Linked DNA regions of Rattus norvegicus: region 1 is linked to region 2. The links are chromatin contacts, called in public Hi-C maps. All regions are on one chromosome and are shown on one strand. Each heading gives the region's core, a stretch centred on a gene start, on an enhancer-like site or on the middle of the called end of the contact. The rest is flanking DNA. Distances are from core to core; before and after follow the strand shown.

What was found. Hi-C and Micro-C count contacts between places; a contact is called where the count stands out from the background.
Region 1: a Hi-C map of kidney shows a contact between it and region 2, with 4 times the contacts expected there. The contact joins the promoter of H2bc12l1 here to the promoter of Hist1h2ah in region 2. A contact is called at or near these places in 5 of 12 Hi-C or Micro-C datasets (frontal cortex, kidney, liver and 1 more).

Annotation. Positions count from the first base shown.
Region 1 is chr17:41,988,635-41,993,692 of GRCr8, forward strand. It overlaps H2bc12l1 (H2B clustered histone 12 like 1), which reads left to right and starts at 1,941. Exons shown (of 1, transcript NM_001409090.1): 1 at 1,941-2,386. The coding sequence starts at 1,965. The coding sequence ends at 2,345.
Region 2 is chr17:41,808,514-41,813,639 of GRCr8, forward strand. It overlaps Hist1h2ah (histone cluster 1 H2A family member H), which reads left to right and starts at 3,865. Exons shown (of 1, transcript NM_001315492.1): 1 at 3,865-4,362. The coding sequence starts at 3,908. The coding sequence ends at 4,300. The region is part of intron 3 of H4cl1 (histone H4C like 1); the gene reads left to right. It overlaps LOC102549061 (histone H2B type 1-N-like), which reads left to right. Exons shown (of 1, transcript NM_001409025.1): 1 at 1-30.

The sequences.
Region 1 (5,058 bases), core at 691-3,190, 180 kb after region 2:
AACGAATCTTTAAATGCAGCTACTCTGATTACTTGCCGTACTTAGCCTTACTTAAAGACAGATGTAGGCAGATTAATTTGTAACAGTGGAAAGAAACAGCTGACTCAGCTTCGTAAAACAAGAGTTGCTTAGCGCTTGGAGACTTGGTACAAGCTTGTTAAGCCTCAATCTATAAAACAGACGACCAAGTAGAGCAGAGCAAGACAAGGCAGGGACGGGGAAAAGCAGTTTTAATAAGGAACATTACACTTTTACCACGAGGACAGATACAAGTTGTGTACGGAAAAGAGACTAGTAAACGGGGATGGCAGGGGTTATTAAACACCTTTACTCATGGTGTCAGTTATGGAACAGCACTTTTCATAGAAATGTGTGGGTGGCTCTGAAAAGAGCCTTTGGGTTTGTGGCTTTTCGTACAAAATTAAGCTCTCTCGCCACGAATACGGCGAGCCAGCTGGATGTCCTTGGGCATGATGGTCACACGCTTGGCGTGGATGGCGCACAGGTTGGTGTCCTCAAACAGACCCACAAGGTAGGCCTCGCTCGCTTCCTGTAGGGCCATGACGGCCGAACTCTGGAAGCGCAGGTCGGTCTTGAAGTCCTGAGCGATCTCGCGCACCAGGCGCTGGAACGGCAGCTTGCGGATCAGCAGCTCGGTGGACTTCTGGTAGCGCCGGATCTCGCGCAGAGCCACGGTGCCGGGACGGTAGCGATGGGGCTTCTTCACGCCGCCGGTAGCCGGGGCGCTTTTACGAGCGGCCTTAGTAGCCAGCTGCTTTCGCGGGGCCTTGCCGCCGGTAGACTTGCGAGCGGTCTGCTTAGTACGAGCCATAGCAGCCAAGAGATAAGCAACATGAAAGAAGGGTTGTGGGATTGTATTTATAGAGGCTAGACATTCCTGATTGGTTGAAATCTTCAAATGCTCCTATACGGAAGTACTCTGTAATTGGATAACAGCTCTCAACTTTAAATTTGTGACCAATAGAAATCTACTTTATTATCTCGCTCACTCTTTTTTGTTGAATATAGCTTTCTCCAGACATTGTTGCCCTTAAGTACTTTAATTGTTACATTTTGCTTTAGAAAACCTAATAAGAGATACTATGTAGATTTCGGCGATTCCAGAGTGGTTCCAAGTGTTACTTTTTGAATTTGGTTACCCGAACTGAGTTTTTTTCTTTTTCCTTAAATTATATTTGAGATGAAAGGGAGCAGTTTACTGTCCGGATCAAAATGAAATCGAACAAGCACGCACAACTTTGTATAACTTTTAATGAGTTCATGAGTTTTACAAATGTCTTAGCATGAGTAAACCTAGTTATCTTCAGAAAAACATTAGCATGATTTCTAGTAAATTTATACAAGGTTCATTTAAATTGCACTATTGTCGCAGCGCGTCAGTAGCTGTGAGGATTCTTGGGCCAAATGAAAAGCATGTCCACTTTAATCCGGACTGTACAATAATTCCAGAAGTTCGCACTATTGTATGTGATGTCTTCCATATGAGTCCTTCATAGACTACAGGAAATCACCCTTACATGAATCTAGAATTTACATATCAATTTTATGTTTAGGGGGACAGAATTTATTGATACTACTGACAAAATAACTTTTAAAAGTAAAAACTTTTCCTTTAGCACAGTATCCACATGTCAACTTTTTCCTAAAAAATTTTATTTCGTTGTTTTCAGAATATGACGCCCTTACCTAAACTTAGCCAATCAAAAGAAAGAAAGATGAGACTTCATTTGAATAGATCCTCTGTAACTTCGGTCCGCCTCTCCTTCAGGATATACATCCAATTAACCGGTGAGCGAATGTGCTTCCTTTCATTGGACAGTTAGTGCATGACGTCTGCAGACTCTCTGACAAGAACAGTCACAGCTTTGTTTAAATAACAGGAAGAACCCGAGAACTCCCAACAACTCTTTCTGTTCCTTCTTGGTGTTCACACTCTGTTGACGATGCCTGAGCCTGCCAAGTCCGCCCCCGCCCCGAAGAAGGGCTCCAAGAAGGCCGTTACCAAGGCCCAGAAGAAGGACGGCAAGAAGCGCAAGCGCAGCCGCAAGGAGAGCTACTCGGTGTACGTGTACAAGGTGCTGAAGCAAGTGCACCCGGATACCGGAATCTCTTCCAAGGCCATGGGCATCATGAACTCGTTCGTGAACGACATCTTCGAGCGCATCGCGGGAGAGGCGTCGCGCCTGGCGCATTACAACAAGCGCTCGACCATCACGTCCCGGGAGATCCAGACGGCCGTGCGCCTGCTGCTGCCCGGGGAGCTGGCCAAGCACGCGGTGTCCGAGGGCACCAAGGCGGTCACCAAGTACACCAGCTCCAAGTGAGCTCACAACAGATCCAAAGGCTCTTTTCAGAGCCACTAAGATTTCAAAATTGAAGCTTTAATACTGATTTATTATTCAAAGGGGTATAGCTGACTTTATCTGCGTGATTATGTGTACAATTCTTAAAAGGTTAAGTTAATCACAGAAGAGACATTTCCCGTCACCGGTGTATTCTGTGTGGTCTACTTAAATATGTTTTGAACTAAGCACAAGGATCCTAAGAACCCTGTCATACCTGGGTCCGGGATTTGAGTCTCAAGACCAAACATCCAGTGGTTCAGTTACCCAGTACAAAGGAAGTCTATGATTTGCCAAATAGCCTTTAGTGAAGTGTCTAACTGAAACTCCAAATAGCCTGGGTATGGTGTTTTTGTTTAGGGATTAAGTGAGTACAACTTAGAACAGGAGAATCATGAACCAGATTTTAGGGCCACTTTTAAAAGCTGTGTAAGTGCATGCAACTTGCACTTATTTTTGTTTATATAAATATCTTTACTGAGGTTTAAGTGTACATGCCATGTGGCTTCATTTTGGGATGACCAGACAACATGTTTCATAAGATGTATATGATAATCAAGATTTATAAATTCCTAAGGTCCACTCATTTTCACTAATTTGTCTAGCTTGTTTGCCTTTTAAGTTTTAGCCATTTATATAATGAACTAAGAAATACAAAAAGACTACAATGGCCTACAGTGGCACACTATAAAAGAATTAGTAAAATTGTAATTCCCTCTGTGGACTGTATGTATGATTAAAGGTTTTATTTTGATACTGGAAGAGTGTCAATACTAAATTGTGATTTTTATTTATTTATTTATTTTTGGAATAAACCTAAAGTCTTGGTTTTATGAAATCTGCTACATCATTGTAAACTCTTAAGGATAAGATGGTACGACGTAACTTAGAATTGATCAAAGCCTTTAATGTGTTCAGAACTATACTTGCTAAGTACTAATGCAATTAATTACAGGAATAGCTTTATTTAGCCTCCTGTATTTGTTTTCAAAGTTAAGCCTAAAACAAGTAACTAAAAGCAAGCAAAGTTTGACTATTTAGATACACTTTATATAGGTACTCTTCAAAAACTTCAAAGATGTCTAGAATATAGCATTTAAGGGTTTTTAATAAAAAATGCCTTTCATGATAGACACATCAGTTCCTGGCAGTACCCCTAATCAACTCCAAAGATAATGGATACAGAAGAATTTCTATCTGTAGCTTGTTTTAAATGTGGCAAAGCTGACCAATGAGCAAAACCTAACCTGTACATCAACTGCTGACAGTACACTGTCCAAACTGTGGACTAACAGGGCACTGGGGAATTGATTGCTTCAATCTGCTAGGCAACAGGAAAACTCCGTTGGATCTTCTGGGTCAAAACTCTTGCTGCTCTTCACCTACCACAAAGGAACCTAGGGTTCCAGGTATCAGATAGGTCTCTGTTATTTTTAATAGACTCGGAAGCTGTTTGATCTGTACTTCTAGTTCACCCTTCTGGGGTCTCTGATGGGGCTGACACTAGCTATACTAGTGAAAACTTTGTCAGCAACCAATGATTCAGCTGCCTTCTCCATTCTCTCCATGTGTAACAATCAGGCCTCGGGCCTCACTCCCCTATAGCTGCTACTATCTCGGTCTAGATACAGTTTACCCTGTTACCAGACTGAGAAAAGAGATAAACTTACAAAACAGATTTCATTTAAAGGAACCCACTTCTCAGGGGCTACTTCCAGTAAACCTGTGGCTTGTGGTAAATAATTGCATAGGAAAAATGTGTAAAGTTTATGTAAGGTCTGAGGATATGAAAGCTTACTTTGGAAGAGTCTAAGAAATTGTTTTAGGGTCTAAGGAGGTGTTTTAAGGTATGTACATTCAAGCTATAACTTGTTAGTAAATGCAAGTTATAAAGGTTGAAACTTAAATGGTGATAAAGAAAGTGATTTAAGGTATATAAATATACTGAAAAATGCTTTAGATTTCTTTGCCTCACTAGGCTACTAAAAGACTTCAAAAATTCAGTTTTAACATTAGTCCGTGGAATTCTGATAAACTATTCTAGTCTAGCTATGGCAAAGCACTAGTCACAAGCTCAAAGTTTAAATTTCCCTTGGTTGTCTTTTAAGTATAGACTTAAAGGTACTTGCGCTAAAAATGTCTCTGATTTGTATACTCTTCTGGAGAGAGGGAAGAAGTTGCACTTTCACAGTCTGTATTCATCCTGAAATAAAGAGCAAGTGAGCTTTTCTTCCCTCTGCTCAAATAAAGGGTCTCTCCCTGAGCTCTCCTTAAATCTCCCACTGTGATGCAAAGAGGTGAGTTTACTTCCTTTTCTACAATGTGGGTTTCAGCACAGATTACAAACAATGATAATGCTAGCATGTCTAAGATTTATCTCTTTGTAAACCCTTTAAGATCTAGGGAATCAACTTGAATCCACCTTTCATGAGTCAAATGGACTCCAGATAAGTACCCCATCAGTCAACAGTTTAAGATCCCCCACCTTTTGCCTATTTCTGAGGGTGGGTTCCTTCCCCACTTCCCTGGTCTTGGGACTCCCCTCATCCAACTACCAGAACCCTGAGCCTAAAAGTTTCAAATGTACACCTAAGGACAAAAAAGGTTTTGCCCTGGATTTCTTAGCTTTATCTTCAACTCCATAGACACAGATATAGATATGTTTCAGTATCCTACCAAGCTCTGGTGTTGCCTC
Region 2 (5,126 bases), core at 2,615-5,114:
TCTTAGTACTTTCCAGTTTGATAGGGTTTTTGAGTCTTAACAGCGGTCTGCTGAGTACATAGGGACAATGCTATCTCTGAAGTAGTTGTTTACAGCGTATATTACTTGTATTAAAATACTGCCAAATGAGCCCTTCAGTGAAAGCAACCATAGCATTCTAATTAGATTTTTTTCTTATGTCCTGAGGTCTTGTGCCTTTCCCATTCAGGGTAGGACATTGACAGTAGGTTGAACTTAGAAGAGTTAAAAATGCGGCAGCCATTTAGCTTTCCTGAGAAATCCATATTGATGATTGAACTTCCAAGACTTATAAAGTAATTGGTTAAAACAAACAAAAAACCGGTAAACCCCTTGACTGAGAGTCAGTGCCTCGAGCTTTTGGGGTAGGACAGGAAGAGTGGGAGACAAGTGGGACTTATGGGATTAAGTTTCAATTTTTTTTTTTTTCATTTTAAAACTGGCTGTGAGAATACGTAGTGACAGGAGAAAATAAAGTTATCTGAGTAATTGATTGAAAATATTTTAAAATATTTTATCCATGATATGGCACTTCACCCCAACTTTGTTATTGGTTTATTGATTCTTTGTATGTGAAAGCCAGGCTCTTGAAAAGTCGAGGAAGAGGTGTGAAGAGTACTGGGCAGTGGTGATATATTCCTTTAATCCTGGGAGACAGAGGCCAGAGAATTTCTTGAATTTGAAACCAGCCAGTCCTATAGGGAAAATTCCAGGATAGCTGCAGTCTACACAAACATGAACACAGCATGTAGTTACTGAACCATCCTTAACTTGAGAATTTCCATTTGGAGGAAGACCCATTAATATTACTTCTTACCATTTTTGAACTGCTCTCTCAAGTTAGGGATTATTCTCTTTCTCTTTTTCTTTTTCTTTTTTTTTTTTTTCACACAAAGAGACATGAATGTTGTTTTACATGAGATCATGCAATAGTGGAAGAAACAATGTCAAATACTAGAAAAATAACAGAGGTCTTCAAAGAAATAGGTGACAGACAGTCTAGACTGTTCCTTATTTGATAAGGCAAAAAGCATACACAGGAGGGGAGAATGCCCTATTCTGGCTTATTCGAAGGCAGGAAGACACAGGCTTCTCAATTCTGCCCTTGCAGTCTTTCAACACATTTTTAATTAAATGAAGAAGTTGAAATCTCCACGTGGCTGAGAATAACATGAAACTTTGGATCTTTTTGCTTTTACCTTTCAAGTGCTGGGGTTTATGGGAGTCTCCCAGTCTTCCCGGAGCTTGCCTTTGTGTGGAACACAGGACTTAAAGCATGCTCTGCAAGCCTTCGTTCCCACTCACCTCATCCCCAACAGTGCTGGTTCCTTTGTCTTTATTTTTATTCCTGTTTTTGGTCTTTTTGCTTGCTTGTTTTATGTTTTTATCTTGGTTTTGGTTTTTTTGCTTTGTTTTGTTCTACGACAAATTTTATGTTAGTGAATGCAGGTGACAGGTTTTTCACTGTAATGTCCTTAAAATATGTTACCTGCCCATTAGTTAAAGTATTTGAGACTACCAGTAATTTGAAATCCTGACAGTGTTTTAATTCATGAAAGTACTTCTCTATGTACTTCTGAGAACACCTTATTGGGAATATTAAGAGGTGGGATTTGTAGACTCAGTGATAAGCATATGATAGTTTGTCTCCCTTCGATTCCCTAGCCACCTTCCAGAATGACTATTTTCATTCACCAAAATTATCATCTTTTTTTTTTCCCAGAAGGTGTGTACTGTTAATCTTCTAATTTTTTTCCACTGGGAAACTGTAAATGGCAACATAGTCTCACCACTGGAATTCAAAAACAAGACATTACTATTATTTCATCTGTCATGATTTCATGATTCATATCTCCTATTTTTCTTCTCCATTGATTGAAATAATCCAGGCCTTAAAAATAATTCATAGCAATGCTTCAAGGGATTTTTTTTTTAATAAGATCCCTCTTAGTCACTGGAAGATACAACCTCCAAAAAGAGCTCAATTTTGATAAATCTGTCCTATAAACCGAAGCAAGGACTGTTTATGAGAGAAAGAACTGTTACCACTAGACATTGTTATCTTTTATTTGTTTAATACACTGGAGCACCTATGTAATAATCTTTTCTTTGACTGACGTACATTGCTAAGTCTAGATGAAAACACCACAGAGCCACCTCACCTCAGTGACCCTGGATTTGGGCATAGAATCAGAATTCAGTGGTTTACAAGATCTTTCTTGTGATGCTTCTGCACTGCTCATGTATCTATGTTGTTCTCTCCTCATTCTTTCATACCCTTATGCCATAGAACAAGTTATCTGACGTTGAGTCATGAGACTTATTCCTTCCCTTCCACTCAGCATCTGGCTAAGAACAAGGAGTAGAAGGGAAGGTAACAGGGAATTTAGGAAACGGTTAAGATACTTTGTTATGTCAAGTGAAAAAAAAAAAAAAAGACAAGAATATGATAAGAATAGCTAGACAGATGGGCTAAGTTTCCAGTAGGAGGTGAGTCCTTAGTCTCATTCTCTAAGGAAAGCTGTACTGGCTGGTTTTGTGTGTCAACTTGACACAAGCTGAAGTTATCACAGAGAAAGCACCCTCAGTTGAGGAAATGCCTCCATAAGACCCAGCTGTAAGGTATGTTCTCAATTAGTGAGCAAAGGGGGTGGTGTCCCTGGGTTGGTAGTCCTCGGTTCTATAGGAGAGCAAGCTGAGCAAAGTAAGGGAAGCAAGCCTCATGGCCTCTGCATCAGCTCTTGCTTCCTGCCCTGTGTGAGTTCCAGTCCTGACTTTTTTGGTGATGAACAGCAATGTGAATGTGTAAGCGGAAAAAACCCTTTCCTTTCCAACTTGATTTTAGGTCATGATGCTTTGTGCAGGAATAGAAACCCTACGACGCAGGCCTTGGTTTTCTCCTTGAATATACATGTTTCATCTGTTTTCTCCAGTCACCATGACATCAGTGCTTTTCAGTGCACAGACTTCAGGATCTCTCCGGCCTCATACATTGCAGGCTTTCCTGGGTCAGTCATGGGACATGCTCTCCTTCTCCTCAGGCTCTATTTTCCAGGCAGTTTAAGGATAATTCAGCCATAATAAAGAAGTATTTGCATGCTTTTACTTTGAGATTTGAGATTTGTAGAGCTATAAGGAAGCCTGGCGTAGAACCTCAAAATATGTACTAAACCCGTTATGAGGAGCCCACCAAAGACAGTGTATAGCCAATTTAAATGATTTCTTCCTGGTGTTGAGAACCACATCCTGGCATCGCTCTGCCGCTAGAGGGAGCATTTGTTGTTTGTGAGAGTAGTTCAACAGAAGCTTAGTTAGCTGGGCAATCCTGACCTCTGGCTCATAAAATAGAAATTTGGCAATATCCTATGAGATACTACATCAAGATCAAATTCTAATTAAACCTTAGCAGGACGACAAGGTGGAGGAAGCTCCGCACGGTCTTTGCTTGTCACAAAACCACGATTATAAACCCGGAAAAAAGGCCAGTGCCTCAACAAGTCAGAACTCAGAAACGAGATTTTAATACCAAGAACTTGATGGAAAAAAAAATTCATTTACTTATGTGTATTTAAGTAAAAGCAGGAAAAGAGTCAAAAAAGATCTCAACTATTAATCATGGGAACCAGAGTTTAAATCACAGAACCCGAACTTTTATTTTTTAAAGTAAAATTTAAAATAAAAAACGACTCGATAAGGGAAGGGGGGAAAAAAAAAAAAAGAGTACGCCTTATGCAAATGAGGGATTTCAAGTACTATTTTCTATTGGGTGCTACTATTAACCAATGAGAGAAGCACAGACAGAATACCTTCCGTTAGTATAAATATTCGTCGTTCGCCTACAGCTTCACTGTCTTTTTTCTTCCTTCACTTACTTAGCTAACTCCCAATTATGTCTGGACGCGGCAAACAAGGCGGTAAGGCTCGCGCCAAGGCCAAGACCCGCTCCTCCCGGGCCGGCCTGCAGTTCCCCGTGGGCCGTGTGCACCGTTTGCTTCGCAAAGGCAACTACGCGGAGAGGGTGGGCGCCGGCGCCCCGGTGTACCTGGCGGCTGTGCTGGAGTACCTGACGGCCGAGATCCTGGAGCTGGCGGGCAACGCGGCGAGGGACAACAAGAAGACACGCATCATCCCGCGCCACCTACAGCTGGCCATTCGGAACGATGAGGAACTCAACAAGCTGCTGGGCCGTGTGACCATCGCCCAGGGCGGCGTTCTGCCCAACATCCAAGCGGTGCTGCTGCCCAAGAAGACTGAGAGCCACCACAAGGCCAAGGGCAAATAAGCTGTTAATTGTCACAGCCCACAGGAAGGTTCTCCAAAACAAAGGCTCTTTTCAGAGCCACCCACATTTTTCCATAAAATGGGCTGCCACTGCATTGCGAAATGTATGAAGTTAGGGACCACTACTTTTCAACTTAATGTGACTTTTAAGATGTATATTGCTCCCTGTAATAAGAATTTGCGACTTTTTAGTAGTTTTAGCCGTTACATGTGTAAGGGATTTTCAGAAACCATGACAGTTATACATGATTACCTCTTAGTGTCACAATCCAGGTTTATTGTACACGTCTTATCTCAATTGTCTAAAGCACAATGATACTAATTACCTAACGTCAAGGCACACTCCATTTCAATGATCCCGTCTTGGTTTTCACTATCATGACTTGCCTTTTTGTGAGAAGCGATTTCAGGCTCTAAAGATTTGGTTTTGGAAGTGTTGACCTGTGTTCTCATTTAAACTAGCTCTGGCCAAGCCCACGAAAGCTGTTTAGATAAAATTTATCTGAATTGAGGTTTTTTTTGTTTGTTCTTTTTTTTTTTTTTTTGGTTTTGTTTGGGTTTTTTTTTTTTTGTAATTTTTTTTTTTTTTTTTTTTTTTTTTTTTAGGCTTCAGCCAATTTGATGTACAGATGCTCATTTGTCCGCAGTTTTGCAGACTACAGTGTGTAAGTGGAAACAAAGATGGAGGAGCGGCGAGGTGGAGAGCTCTTGCCTGTTCTGAAAGCATAGGTTAATCAGGACTTGGAAGCAAAGGCGGACCAATCCCAACAAAGCGCGGGCTCCTTTGAATGTTCTCCGGTCCAATAGCGAACAGTCTGATTGTATAA